Linked DNA regions of Callithrix jacchus: region 1 is linked to region 2. Evidence: chromatin contacts called from public Hi-C data. All regions are on one chromosome and are shown on one strand. Each heading gives the region's core, a stretch centred on a gene start, on an enhancer-like site or on the middle of the called end of the contact. The rest is flanking DNA. Distances are from core to core; before and after follow the strand shown.

Region 1 (6,953 bases), core at 3,301-5,800, 240 kb after region 2:
TCTTTTCTTGGCATGCAACCGTGGAAAGGCAATAGTCGACTCCCAGGAGCGTAGTACTAGGAACTTGCCCCTGTCATTTCATTCAGTCTCTGCACAGGCTTTCTAAGTAGGGGAAATACCTAGGCATTCATGGAGAACTCTTCTTTCTACCTCGAATCCCACATCCAATTCACACGTCCTCCTGGCTCCCGCTTCAGAGTATACCCAGAATCTGAGCACCAGCCCCATGCACTGTCACCCCCACAGGACGCCCATTGTCACTCTCCTGGACACCAGCACTGATCTCTTAGATCTCTCCCTGCCTTGTCCTTGTACTTCTGTCATCAATTCTGAATCCACCCTGTTATTTCCCAGCTCAGAACCCTCTCGTGGCTTTTCCCATGCTATGATCTCACCCTGCCAGAAAGGATTGAGACTATTTCAACACAGCAGGTGCTCACTGGGTGCTGAATTTCCTCATTAGTTCCGTGTCTTCATCCACCTGCATGGAGCAGCAAGTCACTACCTCTCTCTGACCTCACTTCCCCATCTGCAGCTGGAGGAGCATATGAGCTGGGCTTTAAAGGATGAGTAGGAGCTCACTAGGCAGAAAAGGAGAGTGGAAAGACAGTCTAAGTAGGAGGAACAGCCCATGCAGCGTCCGCATTCTGAAAGCACATGAATGTTTGGGATGGTTTGGCTAGAGCATAGGATGCACGGGTGAGTGGTAGGTGGGGCCAGGGAGAAGGGTGGAAGCCTTGAATGTGAGGCAGATACATTTGGGCTTTGTTCTCTTGGAGGAGGAACCATGGAAGGCATATGAGAAGGGGAGTAGTGTGACTGAATTGAATGGGATTTTTGGACATTCTTTAGGGAACACACTGGTGGGAAAGAAGCTGGATGTATGCTGAGCACTGACTGTATACGGGGCCTCAGAAGGCTCAGCCTTCAGAAGGTCTGGGTTCCCTTTGGGGTGAAACTTATCTGAATCCCCCTGAAGATAGTCACCAACCCACAGTGTCTGGCTCTGGGGTTTCTCTCGACTGAGTCTTGTTGGGAAATTTTGGCACGTTGCCGTCTGGGAGCTGGTTGGGCAGCAGAGTGATGAGGATACCCTGGAAGGTTGGTCTTGGCAACCCTCAAGCTGAAGCCCAGCCCCAGCTGTTGCTTCCTTTCACTTCTCTTACACGCCCCGGACGCACAGGTCCCTGGCCTGTCTTTTTCTTCAGCAGGAGTTGCTGGAAGGTGCTCAGGAGTCCCTGGGTGTCAGGGATACAAGGCACCGGGGGAGCGGAGCCATCTCCCTGCTTCTGGGTAGGGAAGGTCCCTATTGACCTTCCCTGCCAGCCCCTCTTCCCTCTGTTTTCACAGAGGAGGCAGCAGAGCAGCAATGGGTGACATTTCCCTTTCCTTTTTGCGGGAGACACAGCCCAACTCTGGCTCCCACGCATCCCAGCTGCACGACCTTGAGACAGTGCCCTCACCTCTCCACACCCGCTTCTCTCCTCTGTAAACGGAAGTAGCATGGCCCCAACAACTCAGAGCCTGGCTTGAATGTTATAGAACTAAGATCAGGGATGTACTTTGCAGGGGGCCAGGGGACACTGAGGATATAAGATGTGCGGTGCCCTGCCCGAGGTCACACACGCAGCTAGAAGGAGCAAAGCTCCCAGCCCCGGCATTCAGCACTGTATCCTGCCTTCAGCTAACTTTCTGTCTGTGTCCCCACTAGCCACCAGCTAAGAGTCCAGGCCAGGCCTGGGAGTCCATGTCCATGGTCTCAGGTCACATTGTGCCACGTGTGTGTCTCCCTATTCCCAGGTTACTCATGGGGTCTTCTCTCAGCTTGGACCCCTATGCCCACCCCGTTTGCAATGCCAAGCCACCATTCACAGCAGGAGCTGGTGAGCTACCCTTTCCCAGATCCTGATGAGAAGCCACTGGGCCCCAGAGACGGCCGAGTTGCTCTGGGATGGGGAAGCAAGAGTTTTTGTCCCCTGCTGGTTCTTGCTGTCTGGGGTCACCTCTGTCCCAAGGTCACCCTGGAGGACAGATGGGGCCAGACCTGGCCAGATGCCCTCCATCAGCCTGGAGCCGAATCTTCCTCCTGGGCTCCTCCAGAGCCCCCTGGGAGCTCCGCACGTATCATTAGACTTTATTATAATAAAAGAAATGAGTCATATTTGCAAACAAGGCCTGCTCAGCCAATCTTCCCCTGCAGCTGTCGGAAGGAGGAGGCGGTGGAGAAAGGCTGCATGGCCCCGTGCTCTGGGCGGACGGGCCCTTTTATAATTGTTGCCTCCGCCAGTCTCCAGGGGAGAGCTGTGGCCAATAAATAGCTGGCCTGCCGTCAAAAGGAAACGATTTGGCCTGCTAGGAGGACGTATTTACATCTCTGAGTGCCGGCTGGACGGCAGCAGGGCGGCCAACTCAAAACAGACGTCCAGGCAATTCTTTTTTGGATCCCACCCTGGAGTGAATCATTACTATTCTTGGATAAGAATGCAGCTTACCTCGAAGTCTCCTCCCTTTGTGTGAGAGAGACGGGGAAGCTGGGGATGCTGGGGCCCTTGCCAAGGTCAGCCCAGCCCCAGCACATGAGGTGGCTGGTCACCAGGGTGGCATCAGAAAAAAGGAACCAGGTCCAGGGTTGATTTCTATCTGAGTGATTTCGGGTGAACTCCTGAACCCATCTGAGCCTCAGTTTCCCCATCAACCAAATGGTTATAATTAATTTACTCAACTAAGGTCAACTGAGCCCCTATTGCATGCCAAGCACTGTTCAGTGATAAGACAGACATAGACCCTGCCATCTTGGGACTGACATTCTAGTAGGACAGACAGACATTGAATAGATAGCACATATGAAATTGTATATAAAAGCAGTAAGTGATGAGAAATAGGGCCAGGGCAGGGGAAGGAGAGTAACCAGGGATACTTTTGACAGAGGGTGGCCAGGAATCGCTGCCCTGGGGAAGTGGCCTTTGAACAGAGACCTGAAGGAAAGGGGCAAGGCATCTTTGGAACAAGTGGCCGGGGGAAGCAGCTAGGTCCAAGTCCTCGAGGCGGGACCACATTCGACCTGTTCAGGGAATGTCGGAAGGAGGAGGCGGTGGAGAAAGACTGCACGGCCCCATGCTCTGGGCAGATGGGCCCTTTTATAGTTGGCTTGCTCGGGGTAGCTGACCAGCTAGGGTGGCTGAAGGAGGAGGAAGTGACTCTGCAGTCTGGGGGATGAGGGTGGGGCTTGGGTGCCCACACCCCCAGCCTGCCCAGGACACTTCCCCTTTACACCCGCTGACCTGCGTGATTACTAATTGGCACCCACTCACTCTTAAAAGTGTCTGAGTCTGAATGGCAAGGTCAGGAGGGCCTTGTTGGCCAGGGAGTGGGAGCCTGGGGAGGATGTGGAGCAGAGGAGGGAGGCGGCCTGACTTAGGTATCGACAGATTCCCTCTGACTCTTCAGGGAGTGGAGGCGGTGGGTGGGAGGGTGGCAGGAGTGGAGGGAGGAGGACCAATGAGGAGGCTGCTGGAAATCATCCTGGGGGCATCGGGCCTGGACAGGGGCGGAGACAGTGTGCTGGGAGAGCTGTGTGAACACTATGGGGAGCCTGCGCAGCCTCCTCTTGGGGTGCTTAGGAGGCACAGGTGAGTGGCAGTGCACCATGGCGTTCCCTCAGCAAGGCACTCTACAGTTTACTGAGCATGCCCTCACCTCTGGGTAGGGATTGGCTGGGGTCCTGATTGGCTGCTTTGTGGCTGGGAAGACCCTAGAAGTCAGACACAGAAGGGACTGTGGAGGGCCCTGCCTGAGATTCAGCCTTCACGGCTGCCTGAGATGTCTTTGGAAAGAATGTTGGTTGCTCTGGCCCTGAGCCTGTGTCAGGCTGTGTTGTGACAAAGCCTGATTGATGAGATACATTAGTTTCAGTCCTCGTACATTCACATGGCCCATTGTAAAGCTTTTCAGGAATTTAAAATAACTTTTGTAAAGGTGATATGTGCACATTAAAAACATCGAAATAGTGAAAAAAATACATTGCAACATGCATCTCCCTTTCCCGCACAGGCAGCACTGCCACCAGCTTTTTGTGTGTCCTGCCAAAAATAGTGTGTGCGTATTCAAGCACAAATGCGACTCTGTCTCCCTCCCTCTTTACACAGTAGGGAGCATGTCACATGCACGGTTCTTCACCTTGCTTTTCTTCCTGCATTTACTCCAGGACATAGCTCCTTAGTAGGACACTGAGAACTTTCCCATTGTTTCACAAGCTGCATTGTATTCCAGCGTGTGCCTGCCCCTCTTGATGGACATTTGAGTGGTTTCCAATCTTTCACTCTACAGACAGCACTGCTTGGGGTAGACACTATGTCTCTGGCCACCCACACAGGTGTAATTATAGGAGATCATCTTAGGAATGGAATTGCCTGGTCAAAGCCAACGTCCCTGGATGGCACCAGGAGATTACCACCAGCAATGGAGAAGCAAGCAGAGGACTCATTTTCTTTGTTGTGGACTCCATAGCTGGCCAGCTGCCCCAAGCAAGCCAGGGTGGCAGCCTCCCATCAGTACTGGGCACCACTTGTTTGCCCCGCATGGGTGGGAGAAGAGCAGATACTGTCGGATGAGCTGGCTACCGGCTAGGTATGGTCAGATCAGGGCTCTGGGCATTAAGCTGCTCAGCCAGCTTGCCCTGAAGAATCAAAGGAAAGGCTGTCTTGTGACTGGGCGTCTCATCTGCATATAAACCCCTTGTCCTTGCCATGTTCAGGGTCTGGTGGGCAAGACAGACATTTCCCCAGCTTGGGACAGGACAGTGGAAGACAGACAGGCTCTACAGTGAAGATAGGCATCTGCTGGGCCTGGGAGAGAGTGGAAAGGTGCTCTGCCTCCTCTCCTGGTGCTGCCGATTCACAAGGAAGTCTTGGGCCACTGCCCAGCCTGCCGTGGCTTTCATTGAAGGTGCTGAGCCCTGCAGGCTGAATGAGGAAAGGCTTTTTGTTTTAAAGCCGTGGCAGCCGCCAGATCCACATGCTTGGCAGGGCCCCAGCTGGGATGCAGTTGGCTGCCAGCCTGCCCTGTAGAGATGCCCCCGGCCCCAAGGTGCCAGGTGATCCCAGCATGTAGTGGAGGACTGAGATTCTTTTTAAAATTTAAGCTCTGTTTTCTTTTAAAATCAGACCAACAGTGTAATGGAGTCAGACAGGCATGGGCTTGGGGTGGCAGCTCTGTGTCACCTGCTGGCGCTGTGACCATGGGCAAGTGGACCCTCCAAGCCTCAGTTTTCCCCGTCTGTGAAGTAGGTGAATGGCCTCTACTCCTTGGATCAGATGAGATAAACTGAAAAGGTCTTGGAAAGCAGACAGTTGCTGGTGGCTTTTATCTGCTCGTCAGCATTATCATGATGTCATCACTGGTACCAGGGGGAGCCCATGGATGTCACTGTGACCAGCAAGAAAGGGGCAAAGAAAAGCTGCCCCGTCTTATGGCTGTAGGTGGGAGTATTTTGCAGATTGGTGTACAGTGACACGTGAACTTGCCATCCTCCCCGTTGAGTCCTTTCATTCACTTATTCACTCAACAGGTCTTTATTGAGCCCCTCCAATGGGCCAGATGCTGTTCTAGGCGCTGGGAACACAGCAGTAAACTAAAGAAAGGCCTTGCTTGAATGCCAGTTGAGAAGGAAATCTTGGATTTATTCAAAGTGCTTATGTTGAAGCTTCTTTAGGGAAAAAAAAACATGATAAAGGGTCTAGTCCAGTGTGTGTTCCAAGAACCAGAGCCCTGACTGTGGGAGTGATCCCACAGATTGGCTGAGAGCTTGGGATGTTCTGGAATGCTTTCCCAACAGCATCCTGGTCAGGAGCTGTTACTCCCATTTTACAAAGGGGAAACTGAGGCACAGAGCCATACTTCACTCCCTGCCTTTCCTGCATGGGAGTGTGACCTTCAGGCAGGGAGCTGACTCCCATTAGAAGGAAACTTAGCTTTCTCCAGGGGTTCGTGAACACCCTGGAGCATAGGGACCTTGTCTCTTGTGCAGCAGTCTGTGGTGGACAGGTAACCTGGGAGGCCCCGTGGGCAGGGCTGCTGTCCCTGTGCTCAGCATAGCTGTCCTTGATCACTGTTGCAGCAGTCAGAGCTCTGGGACCATGGGTGCCACTTCTGGGCATCAAGTTTCATGGCCTGGGCTGTCAGTACCCTGCACTGCCCTGGCCTGCTTTCAGTTGCTATCATCTGCAAGAATGTCGGGGCCGGGTGCGGTGGCTAAAGCCTGTAATCCCAGCACTTTGGGAGGCCGAGGCGGGTGGATCACAAGGTCAAGAGATCGAGACCATCCTGGTCAACATGGTGAAACCCCGTCTCTACTAAAAATACAAAAAATTAGCTGGGCATGGTGGCACATGCCTGTAATCCCAGCTACTCGGGAGGCTGAGGCAGGAGAATTGCCTGAACCCAGGAGGTGGAGGTTGCGGTGAGCCGAGATCGTGCCATTGCACTCCAGCCTGGGTAACAAGAGCGAAACTCCGTCTCAAAAAAAAAAAAAAGAATGTCTGTGAGTAGGTGCTTGTGTGCCTGTTTAGCAGACAGCAGGAATCAGCACAGGTCAGTGGGAAGCTTAGGTCTGGACTCCGAGGACCCATGCTCTGCTGTGTCATCCTGGGCAAGGTTGGTGGCTGTCCCATGCCAATTATTTTTAAAACTGTTTACCTGCTTCATTCTCAGACCCTCAATACCCTGGCAGGGCAGGGGAGGAAACCAGCACTGGTCAGGTGCCAGCTGTGTGCCTGAAGCTTCCCTGGGCATCTGAATACCACAGTCACATCTACATAAGTCATCAAGTGCTAGCTGCATCCCAGACTCTGAAGTTAGGACCTTGTGTGGCTTACATTTTAGTGAGAGATCCAGGTCACACAGGGATGAATAAAATAAAAGGGACAATGTTGGGAGAAGGCAGTTACCCCTATTTT
Region 2 (6,611 bases), core at 3,082-5,581:
TGGTCCCAGGAGGGCAACCTGTTTACATCAGCCTGTTCACTATTAAAAAAGTGAACTCCCTCCTGCAGAATGTTAAAAGAAACTGAACCTCAAAGAGCTGAAGTCACCTGTGGTCATTAGTATGTGGGAGCGATTGAACCTGCCTGCCTCCTACCTGTGTGAGCCTGTGGTATGGGCGTGCTGCCAAAGCTCTGGCTCTGGGCAGTCTGTTGACTCCTGGTGTCCACAGTGTGGTGTGGCAGGCCATCTGGCCCCACTCTGCCACTCTGCAATTCTCCCCAGCACTGCATTCATTTCTAGTGGTTTTGATAGTCACACTAAATTCCCGAACACTTTCTTCTCTTCATTCTTCATTTTGTCTCTCCTTTTTCTCCTGGAACTGTTAGTTTACACTAAAACTTTCAGCTGTGAGGACTTGATATACACAGTTCTAAAACCCATGAACCTTAATATCTGATGTCATTACCCTCACATGCACACACAACTACAACTTCATGTAGCTGCTAAGATACAGGGAGAGGGACAATAAAAGGGTAACTGCAGACGAGCCATCTCTGTTAGGAAATGGAGGGAGAGGAGGAGGTGTGTGAGTCCTTGTGGAGCTGGGACTCAATCCACAACAAAGCTCAAGCAGGGCCCGGCCGTGGTCCACGTCGAGGTTTCCTCTACATGGGTGCTGTCCACTGAGTGGTTATGCTGTGAGGGCCACTGGGAGCCATGCCTTAGACTTCAGAGTCCAGAGCACTCGGCTCCAGTCAGCTGGATGGCCAGTGGTCACTGGAGCTGGTGAATAGTGATTTCTGCAACGAGGTGTCAGATTAGCCTAAGCGGAGCCTTGCCAGCAAGTGTCATACCTGGATCCCTGTCTTGGTTGTTTTATGAAAGAGGCCGATAGGAATTGCCATTGCCTCCCACAAAGAAAAATGGACAAAACACTGGACCACATCTCTGAAATAAAATATGCCCAAAATGAAAAGTAACGAGTATCCCAAGTTAAACTTAATCATTAGCTACAAATGGACACTTCTCAAATTTCAGATAGTGATTTTTGAAGATTTGCCCAAATTAGAGTAGTATCCCTCTACACACTAAGAGGCAGAAAGTGGTTTCACACACCCTTTTATTTAATCTTTAATACTTAATCTTTAATACTAAACTGGGTGTGGTGATGCACATCTGTAAACTCAACTACTAAGGAGACTGAGACAGGAGGATTACTTGAGTCCTGGAGTTTAAGGTCAGCCTGGGCAACATAAGACCCTGTCTCAAATAATACTTAGCTATTGCCAACATTGCTTTTAGCCTGCTACCAGGAGGGGAGGAATGTCCCATTGTGTGAACAGATGTCAGGTGTGAGTTATGCTCACTGGCATTCAATATGGAAAATTAATAAAAGTTCCAAAAGTCATCCTGGCTAGATTAAGAAGCACAATTGATGTTTCTCTGCCACTCAGCTCTGCTGAACTACGTGGATTTCATTTGTGGACAAGCTCTTCCCTATAGTAGATGCAGACTTCCAGCCTACCTACCTGCCCACCAGCTGCAGTGCTCTCATCCTTGCTTGGTCCCTGTGCCCATCTGTGGGCTGGTCTTTACAGCCATGAGAATGTAAAGAATGGGGCTCTGATTGGCCAGGCCTCAGTCATGTGCCCATTCCTGGAAGTAAGAGCAAGGTTATCCCCACCTGAGCTGTGTGGTCTGAGTGTAGAGGGAGGGGTAGTTCTCTAAAGGTAAGTAGAGGGAAGCAGGGATGGAGCTGGACGCAATGCCTATTACACAGAAAACTTTTAATCTCTCCAAATTAGAGAAAAATAAATCCCTTTGATACTTTGCTATTAGTAACAGATTTCTGGGAACACACCTCAGACTGACACTTTGACTTTAAGCTATTGCTCTGGAATTCAGGAGGTTCTGGAACAACCCATGGGGGAATCAGTATGGGTGGAGCTCAGATTTGTTGGGTGACTGGGCCTGAGGGTAGCCTGAGTCTTCTGGAGGTGTCTAGGTAGGAGACCTGCAGCACAAGAGGGCTGTTAAGCTGGAGGTAGGTATTAGAGGGTCCTCCGAGCTTCCGGGGAGGGCAGGTACTTGAACAGAGTGGACTGAAGAATACCAAGCTCCATGAGACAAATTCCTGCTTAGAGAGGTAGAGGCCATACTCACAACCCCTGACACAGGGCCTGGCCAAGAATTTGTCCTCAATAAATGTTGAATGAATGAATATTTAAATGATAAGAAGCCTAGTGCAACAGGACTTTATGATCAGCACTGTGGATGGAAGGTTCAAACGGGAGTTTGAAAGAAGGTGAACCTTGCACATTGTTTTCCAGACACTTGTGGTTTCCTTCCACAATTGGACAATGCTCCCCACTTATTTACCCTTCTAGCCATCCTCCCCATTACCATTTACCTGAAAATGTCAGTATTTGCCAACTCTAGATACCTAACTAGTTATTAATTTACATGGAAAACTAATACCAAGAAATGAGGAAGATAAGGCCAAATGCTTTAAATTCCTTCTAGATTCATTGCCCAATTTTAATAAACCAGAGCATGTAGATTCTTATTTTCTTGGCTGCTTCTAGAAATGTCCTGGGTGTGGAGGCAGCATGCCCCATTGCCGTTTCTGATATTGATTACTCCAGAGGAATGTTTTCTTGGTGCTCACCCCACCCACCTGCAGTACTGTGGGGATCTAGGCTCTGAACATTGACAGGAGCCCCGGAGTGGCCCTTAGTGAGGTGGAAAACTGACCATGCAGGGTCTAGCAGTGCAGCGGGGTCAGAGAAACCTGGCTGCACCTCCCTGCTGTGCCACATACCAGCTAGGCAAATAGCTTATGTCCTAAGTTCAGCTGTAAGGACTGGAAAATAGCCCCGGGAACAGACTAGGGTGGTGCTGGGATGTTACTGCCACATCATGGACACCAGGGTCAGAGGCACAGAGGTGAAAGGGGCACTGGGAGGCCCCTCCTTCAGCTTATTCCAACTGTCCCTGCTCTTTTCCTCCCCAGATAATTTCCAGAATCATGAATTGGAAATAATTTGATTCATTCAATTGAAAGTTATTTTCAGATGTCTGTTATGTGCCAGGATCTGTCCACAGAGGCCTGAGCAAGACCAACTACATGCACAATGCTAAGAGCTGGGAAGGACCTGAAGGGGGTGAGGAAATGGGAAGTGACATGGTGTAAAAGGTGAAGGGGGATGGGGCTCAGACTAGGTCTATCTCAGCAGGGAACATTTGAGCTGACATCTGAACAGCAGTCAGGAATAGGCCGGGAGGGGATTTGGCAAAAGAGCATTCATCCAGGAACTGGAAGCGATGCAGAGGCTCTGAGATGACATTTTTCCTGGTGGAGGGTCAGCAAGGAAGCCAGTTGGCATGGAAATTTGAGACGTTGGAGGTCCAGGGGTCATTCAGCACCTTCGTTTTACAGAAGGGGTTGAAGAGCCCAACACAGTGAAATAGACTTGCCTGAGCCACCGTCAGTCCAGGCTTTCTAGTTCTGAAGCCTAAAGAAGGGCCACTGTGTGCCCCAGCTCCAACGGTGCCGCTCACACTATAGCCTCTGGAGCAGTGCAGTGTGCTGCTCCTGCAGCTACACGATCCCTTTCTTCCCATCACAGGCCAGCATTTTACCATCCTTTCCCTTTTCGGAGGAAAGGGCCTTCCTTCTGAGTTCTCAACTGCTGTGAGGACCCTGCGCAAGCTGGTATTCAGAAGGGGGAAGGCTGTGCTTTCCTCCCCTTGGCCAGGCCTCGTGGGAGGAGCATAGAGTTGGAAATCACATCCACCAGACTCAGCTCGATCACCATGTGCTCTGTGACTTTGGGGAAGCTCCTCGCCCTTCCTGGGCTTCCATTCCTCACACGAAGGGGAAACGCAGGGAGTGGTTTTTCCTCCTAAATCTGCATGTCTTACTTGTCAGCACCAGGTGGTGCTGTACTCTTTTGCTTTTCCACGTCAGTCTTTGCTTTACGATCAAAACGAGCTAATACTGGCCCACAAGCTCTAAATCTACGATCTGTGGAACTCCAACCCTACAATAGCCATGTATAGCCCCCAGGGAGAAAGTTGTAAGGGAAAATACTCTTCTCATGGTGCCCACATCCTGCTGAACTGAGATCACCAATAAAGCTGCACTCCAGGAGAGGTGGGTTTTGCTGCTCTGGCTCTGTGCACGTGGCTGAATGATGCGTGGGCAGAGCTTTCTTTGGGGTCCGAGGCCAGATTCTGCCATCCTGTCGAGCAGATCCCTTTTCCTGCTCATAGCCTTGGCATCCGCATCTATACAGCGTCCTTTGAGTATGAACAATGTGTGTTTCAGGAAAAGGGCTAGATCACTCTGCTGTTGATTAAAAGAGCTTAGGTTTAGAGTTGAAAAACTCTTGGTAGCAGTGTCTGAAAGCCAACATTGACGTGTGCTAGGAAAAGGGTACAGATTTGGAGTATAAAAGCCTTGTATGTGAACCCCAGCACTGCTGCTTCCCAGCTGAATAACAGACTCCGCCTCTCTGACCCTTAGTTTCCTCCTCTGTAAATAGGGATAGTGACAGTGCCCACCTCAGGAAGAAGGGCTGAGGATGAAAAGATGTCCATCAGGGATGGAGCTCAGATCCTGCCATGGAGTCGGAGCTCAGGACATCTTTAATTCCCTTAATTTTGCCAGCAGCTCTAAATAAGATGCTTCTTGTCTCCTCCCGAATGCCTTTCTGAAAAGACCACCCGTAAATATTTAATTGTCTTTAGAACAAGGATCCAAGCTGTTCTTCATGAATTCATAGTTTCTGCCTTGCTGAGTCTACTACAATATATATTTTTTTAATTCTCATCGATCTCTCCTTGCATTGTTTTTCCTGTATGACTTTTCCAGGCTGAGTTCTGCTAGAAATTGGGTTGGCTAACAGCTGGTCACGATAAGGGTTTGGGAATCAGATGAGGGAACAGGGGAGCTTCCCCTTTGTAGAGTCCTCTGCCCTCCCCCTCTGTGGTTCTCAGTAATATTTTTCTCAGTTCAACTTCAAGGTAGAAGAGAAATAGATGAAACCAGCTCCATGAACAAGGTCACCCCGACAACATCACGAGATAATGACATCACTGTCAGTTTCTGCCCAGGAAAAACCTAGGGCTTGAATTACCAAGGAAAAGGGCAGGTCATCCTCATGGCAGGTTGACAGAGCTGGTTGCAGACCCCCTGCCAGATATCAGGGCCTGGGAGTGTGGCTAAAAATGACCCAGGGACCACACCTTCCACTGGTTAGTCAGCCCCTGGCAGCCTCACCACCCTCATGTGCTCAGAACAACAGAATATCACCAATGGGGGGTTTTATTTCCCCTTTCCTAGAAGAAAGGTTACCAACTGCCAGAATCAAAATAGAACATGAACCATGTCGCTGGAATCCTGTCCAATCCAAGCACACTGATATTGTGCAATGCCCTTTGGGAGATAGAGCAGATAAGCAAAATCTCCAAGCTATTATCACACTATTGGACCTGACATTGCAGAAGGCCTCTAGCCGACCTCTCTCTAGGCTTGTCATGTTTCTGCAGCACTGCGTGTCGAGTGCTTTTTGTGTTCAAGAACGACATTATTTCATAGGTGGCCCAGATGCAGGGCCTTACAGAAAGAATTATTTTGTTAAAGGGAATGGTTGTCCCCAACTTTTTCCATTTCCCAAGCTCATAATTTTATACATTGTTTCTTTTTTTAAGGCTTGGCTTAAATTATTTATTATTCTTAATGGCACAACATAGTTTTCCATATGGTAATGAAATACTCATGCTGACTTTCCTGAAGAACAAGGAAAAATTGACAAATTGGAGAATTCAGTACTTGGCGGGCTTGTCTTCATATATATGATGAATATCAGCCTTCCCTGAAGCTTTAAAATTCTCTTGGTCTAAGTTACTTATCCTTGAAGGATCATTCCTGATTCTTGACATCTTTAAGAATTGTTCAACATATAAATGGTGTGCATCATTTGATCAACTTACATGTTAGCTTCTCTATACCATCAGCATATTTTTTTCTGTCACTTTTGCTTTAGTAAAGTACAGTAGGTATTTGTAAAAGTATTTGTGACTATATATTTTTTAATTTTTAATTTTAATATTTTTTTCTTAAGCCTCAGATGTCTAATTCCATCTTTATAATTTTAATTTTTTTTTGAGATGGAGTTTCACTCTTATTGCCCAGGCAGGAGTGCAATGGCACAATCTTAGCTCACTGCAACCTCCACCTTCTGGGTTCAAGCAATTCTCCTGCTAATCCCAGCCTCCCAAGTAGCTGGGATTACAGGTGCCCACCACCATGCCCAGCTAATTTTTGTATTTTCAGTAGAGATCAAATGATGCACATCATTTATATGTCGAACAATTCTCAAAGATGTCAAGAATCAGGAATGATCCTTCAAGGATAAGTAACTTAGACCAAGAGAATTTTAAAGCTTCAGGGAAGGCTGATATTCATCATACATATGAAGACAAGCCTGCCAAGTACTGAATTCTCCAATTTGTTCATTTTCGTGTTTTCATTAGAGATGGGGTTTCACCATGTTGGTCAGGCTGGTCTCAAACTCCTGACCTCCTGATCCACCCACCTCTGCCTC

The links. Hi-C and Micro-C count contacts between places; a contact is called where the count stands out from the background.
Region 1: a Hi-C map of skeletal muscle shows a contact between it and region 2, with 3 times the contacts expected there. The contact joins two enhancer-like sites. A contact is called at or near these places in 2 of 3 Hi-C or Micro-C datasets (both in skeletal muscle).

The regions. Positions count from the first base shown.
Region 1 is chr15:71,415,976-71,422,928 of calJac240_pri, forward strand. All of the region lies in intron 6 of SLC6A6 (solute carrier family 6 member 6), which reads left to right. Among named protein-coding and RNA genes, the nearest start is that of SLC6A6, 55 kb to the left of the region's middle. Within about 2 kb of position 4,551, at least 5 of the 16 cell types and tissues checked have an H3K27ac peak or open chromatin away from gene starts, as enhancers often do. A contact at or near this core is called in skeletal muscle, where this site is marked.
Region 2 is chr15:71,173,845-71,180,455 of calJac240_pri, forward strand. No RefSeq gene overlaps it. Among named protein-coding and RNA genes, the nearest start is that of LSM3, 18 kb to the left of the region's middle. Within about 2 kb of position 4,332, at least 6 of the 16 cell types and tissues checked have an H3K27ac peak or open chromatin away from gene starts, as enhancers often do. A contact at or near this core is called in skeletal muscle, where this site is marked.